Regions from separate parts of the Mus musculus genome. Here regions 1, 2 and 4 are each linked to region 3. A link is a contact called in public HiChIP or PLAC-seq and promoter capture Hi-C data. All regions are on one chromosome and are shown on one strand. Each heading gives the region's core, a stretch centred on a gene start, on an enhancer-like site or on the middle of the called end of the contact. The rest is flanking DNA. Distances are from core to core; before and after follow the strand shown.

Region 1 (2,700 bases), core at 170-2,669, 1.1 Mb before region 3:
TGGAAGACATATTAGCATAGTCCCAGGTCCTGCTGGGGTGAACTCCACCCTTTATTTTTGGTACTGGGTTGAAGTTCAGAAAAGCAGGCAGATTTCACCCTTACCTGGAGGCAGGGTCACCTAAAATGAAGCTTCCTCTTGCACCTTCTTACAACCATTCCATCCCTGGGCACTAGGGGACAGGTCCATGGACATAGGGAACTGGGCCTCGAGTCCTCTGGACCAGTCTCTTCTCTTTCTTGGCGATAGGAATGGAAACTAGGGCCTCATACATCATAGGCAAGCCGTAACACTCCTGCAACCATATCTTCAATTAATAAAACGTAACTTGTAAGAATCCAATAATGAATCCAGCTGCTCCTCCTAGAACACAATACACGCCTTTCTCCCCTTCAGATTCCGACCGGCCTCTAGTGAGACACTATGAGTGGCGAACTAACAGACTCGGACGCCTGGATCTCTCACCTGAAGGTGATTTTACATAAAATGGGGAACTGGGGGGCTACACATCGGGCTCCCAGCTCCCTTCCCTGCCTGCCCCGGGCCAGAAGCTCCGGCATTGAAGCCACGCCCATCCTCAGAAGGGTGCGACACGCCTACTTCTCCCACATGGACCCTGGTTTCTTCCGAGTCCTCGCCCGCCATGCTAATGTTTGTCTGTGTCTGTCCACTGTGTCAGTAACTCTCAGAAAAGCAAAACCAAAAACCCCACCAATCGCCAACAATCCGCCTCAGTGTCTTTCTGGAGCCCTTGTCAGAGACCTCAGAGCTATGCATATCACACCCTGCCTACCTTGCAGGGAAGCCAGGAGGACAGAGTGGGAAGGCAAGGACAGTGTGGCGAAGCTTCCGGGCGGTGTACAGAGAGGGGAGGCCCGGGGTCTGGGTCGCATTCAGCTTTGTAACTTTAAGGAAAGAACTCAATTTCGTGGGTTCTGGGTTTTCTGTTGAAACAAGGGGATGGGTTGAAGGACGATCACAGGGCTTCTCAACCCCGACCGTTACTGGGGTCGGGCGCGGCATTCCCGGCCTCCCTCCCAAGCCGACGGCCCTCGGTCCCCTCCCCCGCCCGCTCAGGCCACGCGTCCAGGGGCCTGGGGAGCATGTCCTCCCACCCCCACCCACCCTAGAAAACCGAGCAGGGGGGCCCGCCCGGTAAGTCCGGCCGCCGGTTCCAGGCCGAGCCCTCGGTGCCCGAAACCCGCTGCACGCACACAGAGGCGCGTGATCCCGCCCGCCGATTAGTCAGCAGTTGTTTCAGGCCGGCCGGGATCCCTTCCCCCAGCCCTCCCGCCAGCCTCCGTCTCCCTCCAGGGCAGACTCTTCAGAGACGGTCCCTAGAGCCAGCGGGCGTAACCATTCCGAGCCACCGCGCCTCGCGCCAAGGAGCTCTCGGGTTCGTGGGTAACCCTCGCTCACTGGCGCGCTGGCCCCCGAGGCGCCTTTTTTTTTTAGACCACTCGTCACGTCCGGCTCTTTGGGAGAGGATCGGGTCAACGGTTTCGGGAGCGAAGAGCCGAAGAGCTCCGGTTCGCTCCTCTTCGGCCACCCCCGAGGCCTGGCCCGATGGTAGCGTCCGAGGTTGCGGGTTTCGCGCCTGCGCAGTGCGGCGCCTAGGGGGAACGCGAGAAGGAGACGGACGTTGAGAGAACGAGGAGGAAGGCGAGAAAATGGCGTCCACGGGTAAGCGGAGTGGGATCGCGGTCCCGCCGGCGACAGCTGGGACACCCAGACTGGGAGGCGCTCGTCTCTGGGGGTGGCAGGGATGACTGAGTGAAGTCGCCGAAAGGGGTTGGAGTTCCCGCCGCGGCCCGACGAGCTCGGGGGTGGGGGTGGGGGATCCGCGTTCCCTTCCCCTCCCCCACTAGGCGGGCTGGTTCTGGAACCTTTTGGCGGCCGCGTTGCGCGCGAGGGCCTCGCGGTAGCTGAGGCGTGCAGAGCCCGTCCAGGCCTCCTTTGTGTGGTGGTTGTCGGGGCCGGGTGCTCCGGGTCTCTCGCCACGTGGGCCGGGCCTAGGGCCTCCGAGGGCCCGAAGGGGACCGCGGCTGGGCCTGGAGCCCATCACCCCGAAGGCGCGTGAAGCGAGGTGTCTGATGGCGGCTCGAGAAGCCGTGGCCGGTTTCCCGTGGAACGTCTCCTCCCATCGCTAGCCCCAGGGCAAGTGTTTACTGTGTAGGGACTCAGAAAAACAAACAAAAAGCCGTCGCGAATGTGTAAGCTGAGGGGCGCCGGCTTAAGAGGGGAGCCCCATTATCCCCCAGGCCTGGCCCGGCCCGACCAAGCTGCCCCCTCGGAGGACCTAGTTGGTTCCCCTAAATCTTCGTGCTCCCCACTCAAGAGGCTTCGATTTAATCATGAGTTAACTCCACCTCCTTCCCTACCCAAAAAGCAGTGGCTTCCCAGTGTCCTTTTCTCAGCAACCGGCGCGGGGGATCGGTTGTATAACAAGGTCCGTCTGGATCCGGAGAGGAGACTCTTTTCCAGAAAGAGATTTCTAGCAGCTTTGATCCAGGAGAGGCAGAAAAGCCTCGGCACGCCACGTTTCTGTAGGCCTGCTCGTTAAGCTAGCCGGCTGATTTATTTCTTGGCCCTATTGAGGCCAGGGGAAGAGACCCATAGCGGATTTTGAAAGTCCAGGGCGGGAACTCTAGAATGTGATGGTTATGTTGTGGTCCTTACCGAGAGAATAAGTGTAGCCTA
Region 2 (2,700 bases), core at 158-2,657, 1.1 Mb before region 3:
AACAACTCCGTGTCCACAATGTTCACCCCCAAACCTGGGATTTCTCCCTCATCTATACTCACACACTCACCTCACTAACATACATCATCAGTTTTCAACAGGCAGTCAAGATCCAGCATCCCCTCTCCCCATTCAACCTAAACCACTTGCCTCCCTCAGAGGCTTCCCTGACCCTGACCCTGACGCTGCAACAACAGCAGTTACAGGAGCCCTTATGGCTGCTACGTCAGCCTCTCCTAAATTCCTCCTTAGAGAGAGGCCTGGGATCCCAACAGAGAGAGCACACCATGAGTTCAAAGCCAGCTCAGGCTACATAGCAGAACTCTGTAAAAGTAATGACATGGTGGAACATTCCTTTAATCCCAGCACTCAGGCGGCAGAGACAGGCAGATCTCTATGACTTTTGAGGCCAGCCTGGTCTATATAGGGAGTTCCAGGCCAGCCTGGTCTACATAGTGAGATCCTGCCTCAAAACCACAACAAACTCCAACAATAATAATTTAATAATAATTAACAAATAAACCGGGGGCTGGGGAGATGGCTCAGTGGTTAAGAGCACCAACTGCTCTTCCGAAGATCCGGAGTTCAAATCCCAGCAACCACATGGTGGCTCACAACCATCCGTAACAAAATCTGATGCCCTCTTCTGGAGTATCTGAGGACAGCTACAGTGAACTTACATATAATAAATAAATCTTTAAAAAAAAACAAACAAATAAACCTCTCTTCCATGACCTTTGAAAAGCATGGTCCACAAGGCCCTAATGTTTCACCACTTCAGCCTTGCAAACCTACCCATTTTTCTTTCCTTCTTCCTTCCTTTCCTTTTTTTGAGATAGGCTTCCTCAGTGTGAAAAACTTTCCCTCTAGATGACTCTCAGCTTCCTCCGTCGCCTCCTTCCTTGATCTGAGTTAAAATTAAGTCCACACACCCCCACAAGATTTCCAGTCTCTCTCCAGCATCTCACTCCTCTCTCGGGCGACAGTAGGGGGCAGGATTCCCTAGATCTTCCAGGTTCCTCCTAAGGCGTGTAGTTGCCCCTGCCACACCCCCTCTTTTAACCTAACCCGCAGCCACCTTCCGATCCCTGAGCCTCATCGTCCTTGTACCTTAAGCTATCCCTGGGCCGTCCTGCAGGAAGAGCACCCAGTTATCTGACTTGCAGAGGTCCACCCGGGACGGAGGTGACTCTGCAGTCCCCGGCCCCTATCGCTTCCGGGGAGGCCACTGTCACGGGGGAAGGACAGCTGAAAGGATCTGAACCCCGCCTAGGAAGACCCAGACCCGGAGTTAAAGGGGGGGTGAGGTGGGGGTGATGCCTTAGGGCCTAAGGCCCGAGAAAGGCACGGCCCCTTTAAGAGCGCAGCTCCGCCCCTTCCTGGCCGGATCCAAATTCCAGGGGGGCGGGGCAGAGCGGACGCCTGGAAGCAGCGATCTCGGGCGACGCCTGTGTGCGGCGGCGCGGCCCGGCTCCGGCCCCGCCGGGGCGATGCTCCCCGGGGCGGCGGGGTGAGCCAGGTGAGCGCGGGGACCCCCAGGAGCCCTAGCCAGAGTGCCTGGAGGTGGGCCGGGCGGTGCGGGCTCTCTGCTTCCCAGGGCTGTGTGACCCTGACTGGGCACTCACCCTCTCTGGACCAGGCCTCGAGCACTGCGGAGGCTCGCGGGGGCCGTTCGGAGTCCCGGCCTTTCAGGCACCAGCTCGGGCGGCTTTTCGCAGCAGGAATCCGGCCTGCCTGGGTGACCCGATTCCTCCACCCACTGCTCTGCGACCTTCGGCGAATGCCTGCCCTTACTGCGCCTCAGTTTCCTCATCTGTAGAATGGAGACGCGGTCGCCGCTCAGCCTGTGGCGCGGCCCTTAGCGGAGAGGAGAAGGGAAAGGCGGGACTTCGTGCAGGTTATGGGCTGAGCAATGGAAACAGTCTCTCCGTGGTTCTGGGCGAGGCTCCTCTCCTGTCCCTCCCTACCCACATGTCTTCATGTTTTTAAATGGCATTTCTTCCTCGTGGGTGCCAACTTGTCCCCAGCCACCCTCTCCCGACCAGCCAGACAGCAAACATAAACACTACAATGGTGTAAATGTTACTGAGTCCCTTAAAGCAGGTCATGGCACCGTGAGAACAATGTGGTGCTACGTTTGCTTGTTCACAGCTTGCTCTTAAACTTAGCGTCTCCCCTGAGTGGCGGGCTGGTAGAGGTGGACCATTCTGAACCCTTTCGAGTCTTCACAGCAATCCTGACCTATGTCCCCACAGTGACTCCACTGGCTCTGGGCATGGCGAACCCAGTGGCGGGCATCGCAGGCTCTGCCGCCAAGAGTGTGCGACCCTTCCGATCCAGTGAGGCCTATGTGGAAGCCATGAAGGAAGACCTGGCCGATTGGCTCAATGCTTTGTACAGTCTAGGTCTCCCCGGCAGTGGCGATGGCTTCCTCACGGGGCTGGCCACAGGCACAACCCTGTGCCAACATGCCAACGCTGTCACCGAGGCTGCCCGGGCTCTGGCTGCTGCCCGTCCAACCCGAGGTGTGGCCTTCCAGGCACACAGTGTGGCGCCTGGCTCCTTCATGGCCCGAGACAACGTGGCCTCTTTCATCGGCTGGTGCCGGGCTGAGCTGGGCGTGCCTGAAGTGCTCATGTTTGAGACAGAGGACCTGGTGCTACGCAAGAACGAGAAGAGTGTGGTGCTCTGCCTGCTGGA
Region 3 (2,700 bases), core at 195-2,694:
GCAGATAGAGCACTCATATACATAAAAATAAATAAAAAATAACTTTAAAAAAAGTAATTAAAAACAACAAAGCAGATTGTTACCAGAAACTTGCAAGTCAAAGGAAAGACTTGAGCCCATCTCATCTTCTTCATTCCTATCCCAAAGTTACTTCATACCCACAGTCTCCTTACAGAAGCAAGAATAACTCAGATCAAGTCACTTACTTTCTTTGTCTTCTCCACTCAGAATAAGTTCCAGCCTCACATGATACGGCCCCAGCCTCACCTAGACAGCACCTCACTTATTTACATCTCACAGCCATGCTACTGTCTGTCCAAAACCCTGCACACCACCTGCCTCTCTTTCCTACTGGCCGTGGAATTCACTTCTGTTTTCTCTGCTAAGCACTTCTGAATGAAAAAAGAAAAACAGCAAGCTTTCACATTAATTATGATTAAGAAGCTTAAACTTGGGAAACAAGGTTGCATAGGAAGAAGAAACTGTCTCTAATCTGAGACAACAGAGCTAAAACTGCACTGACTTCTGCTTTTAACCTGCTCACCCTTTCCCCTTTTCTAAAGAAAAAAAAAAAAAAGGTCATTTTCTCCCTTGAGAATTGAGCACCACCAATATCACACGGATAGCAAGTTCCATCTGCTAAAGATAAAACTATCATAACCAGAGCCTGTAAAGGAACAAAAGGGTCATCCTAAAATATAAGATTGTGACAACGCCTAACCCCATATAAACCATCAAACACAGAGACGGCTAAGAGACGGCTGGAAGCTACAGCTGCACGCTGATATTAGTCTCTCCTTTCTCTGAGTGCCGAGAATTCTCTTAGGGGAAGGTTGGGGACCATCCACACTTCCCAACATTTTCATGCCCCAGACTAAAGTGTTCTTTAAGTACTGATTTCCACTAAAATGCTACGTCAGAAGAGGACCTACAAGACAACACTAATCGGATTAAGCGCCTGTTGATACTCTCCACTCTACTGCTCCTCCCTCCCTCCCTTTCTCAGGAGCGCACTTAAAAACCCTTAGCCACTTTATCTGAAGTTGACACTGGGAAAGCGGGGCCGCATCTGACTGCTTACTTCTCAATTCCCAGTACCTAGGACCGGGCCTGGCTCAATTAAGAAAGTCCCAAGTCTTGATAATGAATTCTACGTCCCGTTGGTCACTGATCACTCTTTTGGCGGCTCCGCCTGTCTCCACAACTCCTTCCACAGAAAGCCCGTCACAGTTCTTCCCGGCTTCCAGGGGCCTACGTGCAGAAGGTTCGCTCCGGCGGCCGTCTCAAGACTTCTCGGTCCCCAGAGGCCAGGGAAAGTGATAAAGCCGGAGCTCCGACCTCCGCTGGAACTCACTCACCTTCTTCTTCTCCAGACCTCCCATAGCTCCACGTTGAGAAATTCAAGGCAGCCAGAACACCAGAGCTACTTCCTCCCGCACGTGCCCTGCCTAGGGCCCTGAAGGACCCCACGCCGCCAGCTGAGGGCTGTCTGAAAATATGCCTGTACAAATCCAGAGAAAGTTGTGCTTTTGGCGACCTCGTTATTTACAACCAAATTCTCTAAAGCTCAACAATTGTGGTAGTTCTTTCAGTTCTTTTCTTAGTTACCAAAATCTATAGACAAGCTTTAAAGCAACATGGAAATTTAGGCAGTTTTATAAGCACCCTAGACACGGTTGTTTGAGCACGCGAGCCCCAGTGCATTTTGGGATACAGCAGGACTGAAGGGATGGGAGACAGACAGCCCGGAGCCTTCTGGGATTCAGAGAGCTCTGTAGTTTGGCCTCTAATCCAGAGATCCGCCTGCCTCTGCCTCCAGAGTACTGGGATTAAAGATGTGTGTCACCACGCCTGGCTGATGTTTTCTTTAAAAACCAAACCAACCAAACAAACAAACAAAAACAGAAATGCTCACTAAACCTAAAGCTACTAGTTTTTGTAATGCTAGGCCAGTGAGTTTAAGGGAGTTCAATTGTCATGGCAACGGTTGCTAGGCGTTGTAAACCCAGCTGACCAGATTTTGCCTTGTTGACCTTAGATTCAGCTGCACCTAGTTTGTTCAAGTTAGAATAAAATAGAGCAAAGGCCGACCTTTGACCTCCCACGGACACGGAGAGGGTCTAAGGAACTGCTTATATTTGGGGAATGAGTTGAGGCAGAAGGGACGGATCTCTGTGAGTCCGAGGCTAAGTTCCAGGACAGCGAGGGTATTGAGTGACGCACTGTCGAAACAAAACAAAAATGAAAAGAAAGAAAAATAATGGAAGGCATAGCATGATGGTGGTGCCTGTAATCCCAGCACACAGGAGTCTGAGGCTGGGAGAGCACAAGTTTCAGGCCAGCCTGTGCTAGAGATAGTGTTTCAAAACAACAAAACCAAGAAAACAAAACAGGACTGAGGAGATGGCCCAGTGGACAGAATTCCTGACATGCAAGCATAAGGATATGGAGTTCAGATCTGCAACACACACATAAAAGTTGTGCGCACATTTAAAACATATCATTCCATCTATAAAGATAATTTTTAAACTTATGAGATCTGATGATAGGTTTAAGTCAGTCTTAAAGGTGGTAATTTCATGTTTATAAAAAAGTTAAAATTTATGACTTTTTTATCAATTTCCTTTAAATTTTATTACTTTTACTTCAAAATGTTAAAAAAATTCTTGGTTTTCTGCTTAAAGTCATGTATAGCTGAAA
Region 4 (2,700 bases), core at 104-2,603, 1.8 Mb before region 3:
CAGATGAACAGTGTATGGGGAAAGAGCAAGATCTGCACCCTCAGAAGGAACAATGGGTGGATGAGGCAGGACAATGTCAGACCAAGGTGGAGCAGATGATTCTAGTAGGAGGCTCAATGTGTGCTCGGGAGACAGACACAGGTGAGATCGTGGCCAACCTGGTCTACACAGTGAGTTCCAGGCCAGCCAGAGCTACACAGTCTCAAAAGCAAGCAAGCAAGCAAAGCAAGCAAGGTCAGTGAAGAGTTATAAGCATGGGTGAAGGGCACTGCTAGCTAGGTTGTGAGGTATTCCCCAAACAGTGATGGTTCTGAGACGACTAGAGGGCCAAAAGATAAAGAGGAGAGACAACACAGTAGAACAGAAGAGATGATTGGCCAGAGTTCTGCAATAGGGGAAGTCTCCAGGGAAGACTCAACACAGGCAAACTCAGTATAGCGCCCCTCAGTGCTGACCACAGGGTAGTGGTGGCCCCACCAGAACTCCAAAGTCCAGTTTGTGTTCCCCAGAATTTGTCCACCTGCCATACTCATCAGATGTCTGAGAAACTGAAGCACTAAAAACTGGCTAACGGAAGCATGTTAAGTAAACGGAAAGTGAAAGAGAATTACTATAGACTGGTATGCATGTAGCAGAAACCTAAGAGGGCTCAGCAGGGCCACTCCAGAAACTTCAGATCTAGTTCACAGTACTGTAATGGCTCCTGGGGTGGTGAAGGAAGGATGGAGCCTTTTCTCAAACAGGTGACAGGATCCCATTTTCAGTCCCAGAATCAGGGACCCAGACCTGTGACATCCTTGACTGAGCCCTGTGTGAGCTCATGACCTCAACCCACTGCTCACGCCGCTTTCAAGGTCTCTTCCTGAACTCAGGGTTTAGAAGACGTGGTTTCCGCCTTCCAGGGAGTTGGGGAACTGCGCGGGACCCCTTTGTCCAGTGAGGTCCCAGAAACGCAGAGCCTGGCGGAAAGCAGAAAGCACAACCAGGCAGAGATCTTCAGGGCAGAGCCGACCGACCACTAGGTGGCAGGGGAGAGGCCCGGGGGTACTCGCCGGGGGGACGGCGGTGGCGAGGGTGGGGTAGCATCTCGCTAGGCTTCAGGAAGGTGGACAGGTGATCCTGCAATACTACGGCTACGCCGCGACCTCCACCTTCCCGCTCTGGCGCCTCTCCGGCCCCGCCTTGCTGCCTACCAGTCGGTCGGGGATTTCTCGGTGACTACGCGCACGTAGGCCTCCTGCAGCGCCGGCCCGTTCCGGCTCAGGTTCACCGCCATGGCACGCCCCACGGTCCCCGCGATGCAGCAGCTTCAGCTTTCTGCCGGCCTCCAGTGACGGCCGGAAGCCCCGCCCCGGAGGCCGGAAGCCTCGCCTCTGACGTGCAGAAGCCGCGCCCAAGAGGCCGGAAGCGGAAGTGGAGAGAAGGCGAGCTAGGCTGAGGGTAAAGTTGAGGCGGGGTGCTGGTGAATGAAGATCCACGAGAGGCGGGCCTGCCCGTAGGTCCTCGTTCGTCCGCATCTGCAGGGCGTGGGCTCGATTTAGAGCTTCACGCTGGTTCGTCTCTCATTAGTTAATGTATTTTGTTTAAGAGCAAGCTGTATGCGCGCAGGCGCCTCGGAAATTTCATCTGATAGTCGGACATGATGGCTACGCCTTCAACCCCAGCCTAGCCCGGTGTACAGCGCAAGTTCCAGGATGGCGAGGGCTAGGCAGAGAAGCCCTGTTTGGAAAAACCAAAGAAGAAAAGGAAAAAAACATGAATCTGCTGTGTTAGGCGTAGAGGTACAAGCCTGTGATCCTAGCGCGCAACTGGCAGAGGCAGAAGCTTGAGTTCTAGCCCGGCCTGGGCATTGCCTAGATCTTCTAAATAAAGTAAAATGAAATATTTGATGTGATAGTGGGGTAATGAAGAGAACCTGCTTTGTGCTTCACTTCTATTTCCAGACAGTTGCCTGAACGTCCCTATGAGAGACCATACTCTGTTGTCGTAAACTAAAACGAACCCTTACTTCTCTAAACTGCTTTTAGCTAGGGCATTTTATCACAGCAACAGAAATGAAACTAGAACAGTGGGGGTCGAAGTTACATTTAAAATGTTGCAAGAATGGGGCTGGAAGTGTTGTTCGTGTATTTAATCTCAGCACTGGGGAGGCAGAGGCAAGCCTGGTCTACATAGTTGAGTTCCAGCCTATCTCAAAGACAAAAAAAGGGGTGGAGGGGCTGGAGAGATGGCTTGGTGGTTAAGAGCACTGACTGCTCTTCCAGGGGATCCAGGATTGATTCCTAGCACCTATGTGGCAGCTCACAACCCTCTGTAACTCCAGCCCTAGCCCTCATCTAGTCTCTGCTGGGACTAGGTATGGCCATGGTGCACTTAAACAATCACACAATATAAAAATAAGATGGGTGTGGTGGCACATGACTTCAATCCCTGAACCTGGGAAGCAAAGGCAGATAGATCTCTGAGTTTGAGTCCAGCCTGGTCTACATAGTGGATTACTGGCTATAAGTGAGTCCCTCTCTCAAAAAAGTATTAAAAAAGAAACTTCTGGCTGGGCAGTGGTGGCGCACGCCTTTAGTCCCAGCATTTGGGAGGCAGAAGCAGTTGGATTTCTGAGTTTAAGGCCAGCCTGGTCTACAGGGTGAGTTCCAGGGACAGCCAGAACTATACAGAGAAACCCTGTTCCGAAAACAAACAAAA

Evidence for each region. Promoter capture Hi-C pulls out the DNA fragments that hold promoters and counts their contacts. HiChIP or PLAC-seq counts read pairs in DNA pulled down with a chosen protein or histone mark.
Region 1: a promoter capture Hi-C map of liver shows a contact between it and region 3, with 2.3 times the contacts expected there. The contact joins the promoter of Rhbdd3 here to the promoter of Pes1 in region 3. A contact is called at or near these places in 7 of 39 promoter capture datasets (the 3T3-L1 cell line, 3T3-L1-derived adipocytes, HPC-7-derived erythroid cells and 4 more), 4 of 115 datasets of contacts at active chromatin or transcription factors (cardiomyocytes, embryonic stem cells, microglia and 1 more) and 2 of 9 other capture datasets (liver and pancreatic islet).
Region 2: an H3K27ac HiChIP or PLAC-seq map of embryonic stem cells shows a contact between it and region 3, with 3 times the contacts expected there. The contact joins the promoter of Gas2l1 here to the promoter of Pes1 in region 3. A contact is called at or near these places in 2 of 39 promoter capture datasets (embryonic stem cells and liver) and 4 of 115 datasets of contacts at active chromatin or transcription factors (embryonic stem cells and pancreatic cancer cells).
Region 4: a promoter capture Hi-C map of liver shows a contact between it and region 3, with 10 times the contacts expected there. The contact joins the promoter of Dbnl here to the promoter of Pes1 in region 3. A contact is called at or near these places in 2 of 39 promoter capture datasets (liver and pre-B cells).

Annotation. Positions count from the first base shown.
Region 1 is chr11:5,097,992-5,100,691 of GRCm38.p6, reverse strand. It overlaps Rhbdd3 (rhomboid domain containing 3), which reads right to left and starts at 1,419. Exons shown (of 9, transcript NM_177370.4): 1 at 1,126-1,419; 2 at 794-944; 3 at 105-295. Ewsr1 (Ewing sarcoma breakpoint region 1) reads left to right here and starts at 1,596. Exons shown (of 17, transcript NM_007968.4): 1 at 1,596-1,683. The coding sequence starts at 1,671.
Region 2 is chr11:5,064,034-5,066,733 of GRCm38.p6, reverse strand. Gas2l1 (growth arrest-specific 2 like 1) reads left to right here and starts at 1,407. Exons shown (of 7, transcript NM_144560.3): 1 at 1,407-1,519; 2 at 1,640-1,897; 3 at 2,256-2,700. The coding sequence starts at 2,276.
Region 3 is chr11:3,962,719-3,965,418 of GRCm38.p6, reverse strand. Pes1 (pescadillo ribosomal biogenesis factor 1) reads right to left here and starts at 1,444. Exons shown (of 15, transcript NM_022889.3): 1 at 1,359-1,444. The coding sequence starts at 1,382.
Region 4 is chr11:5,787,136-5,789,835 of GRCm38.p6, reverse strand. It overlaps Dbnl (drebrin-like), which reads right to left and starts at 1,353. Exons shown (of 13, transcript NM_001146309.1): 1 at 1,194-1,353. The coding sequence starts at 1,276.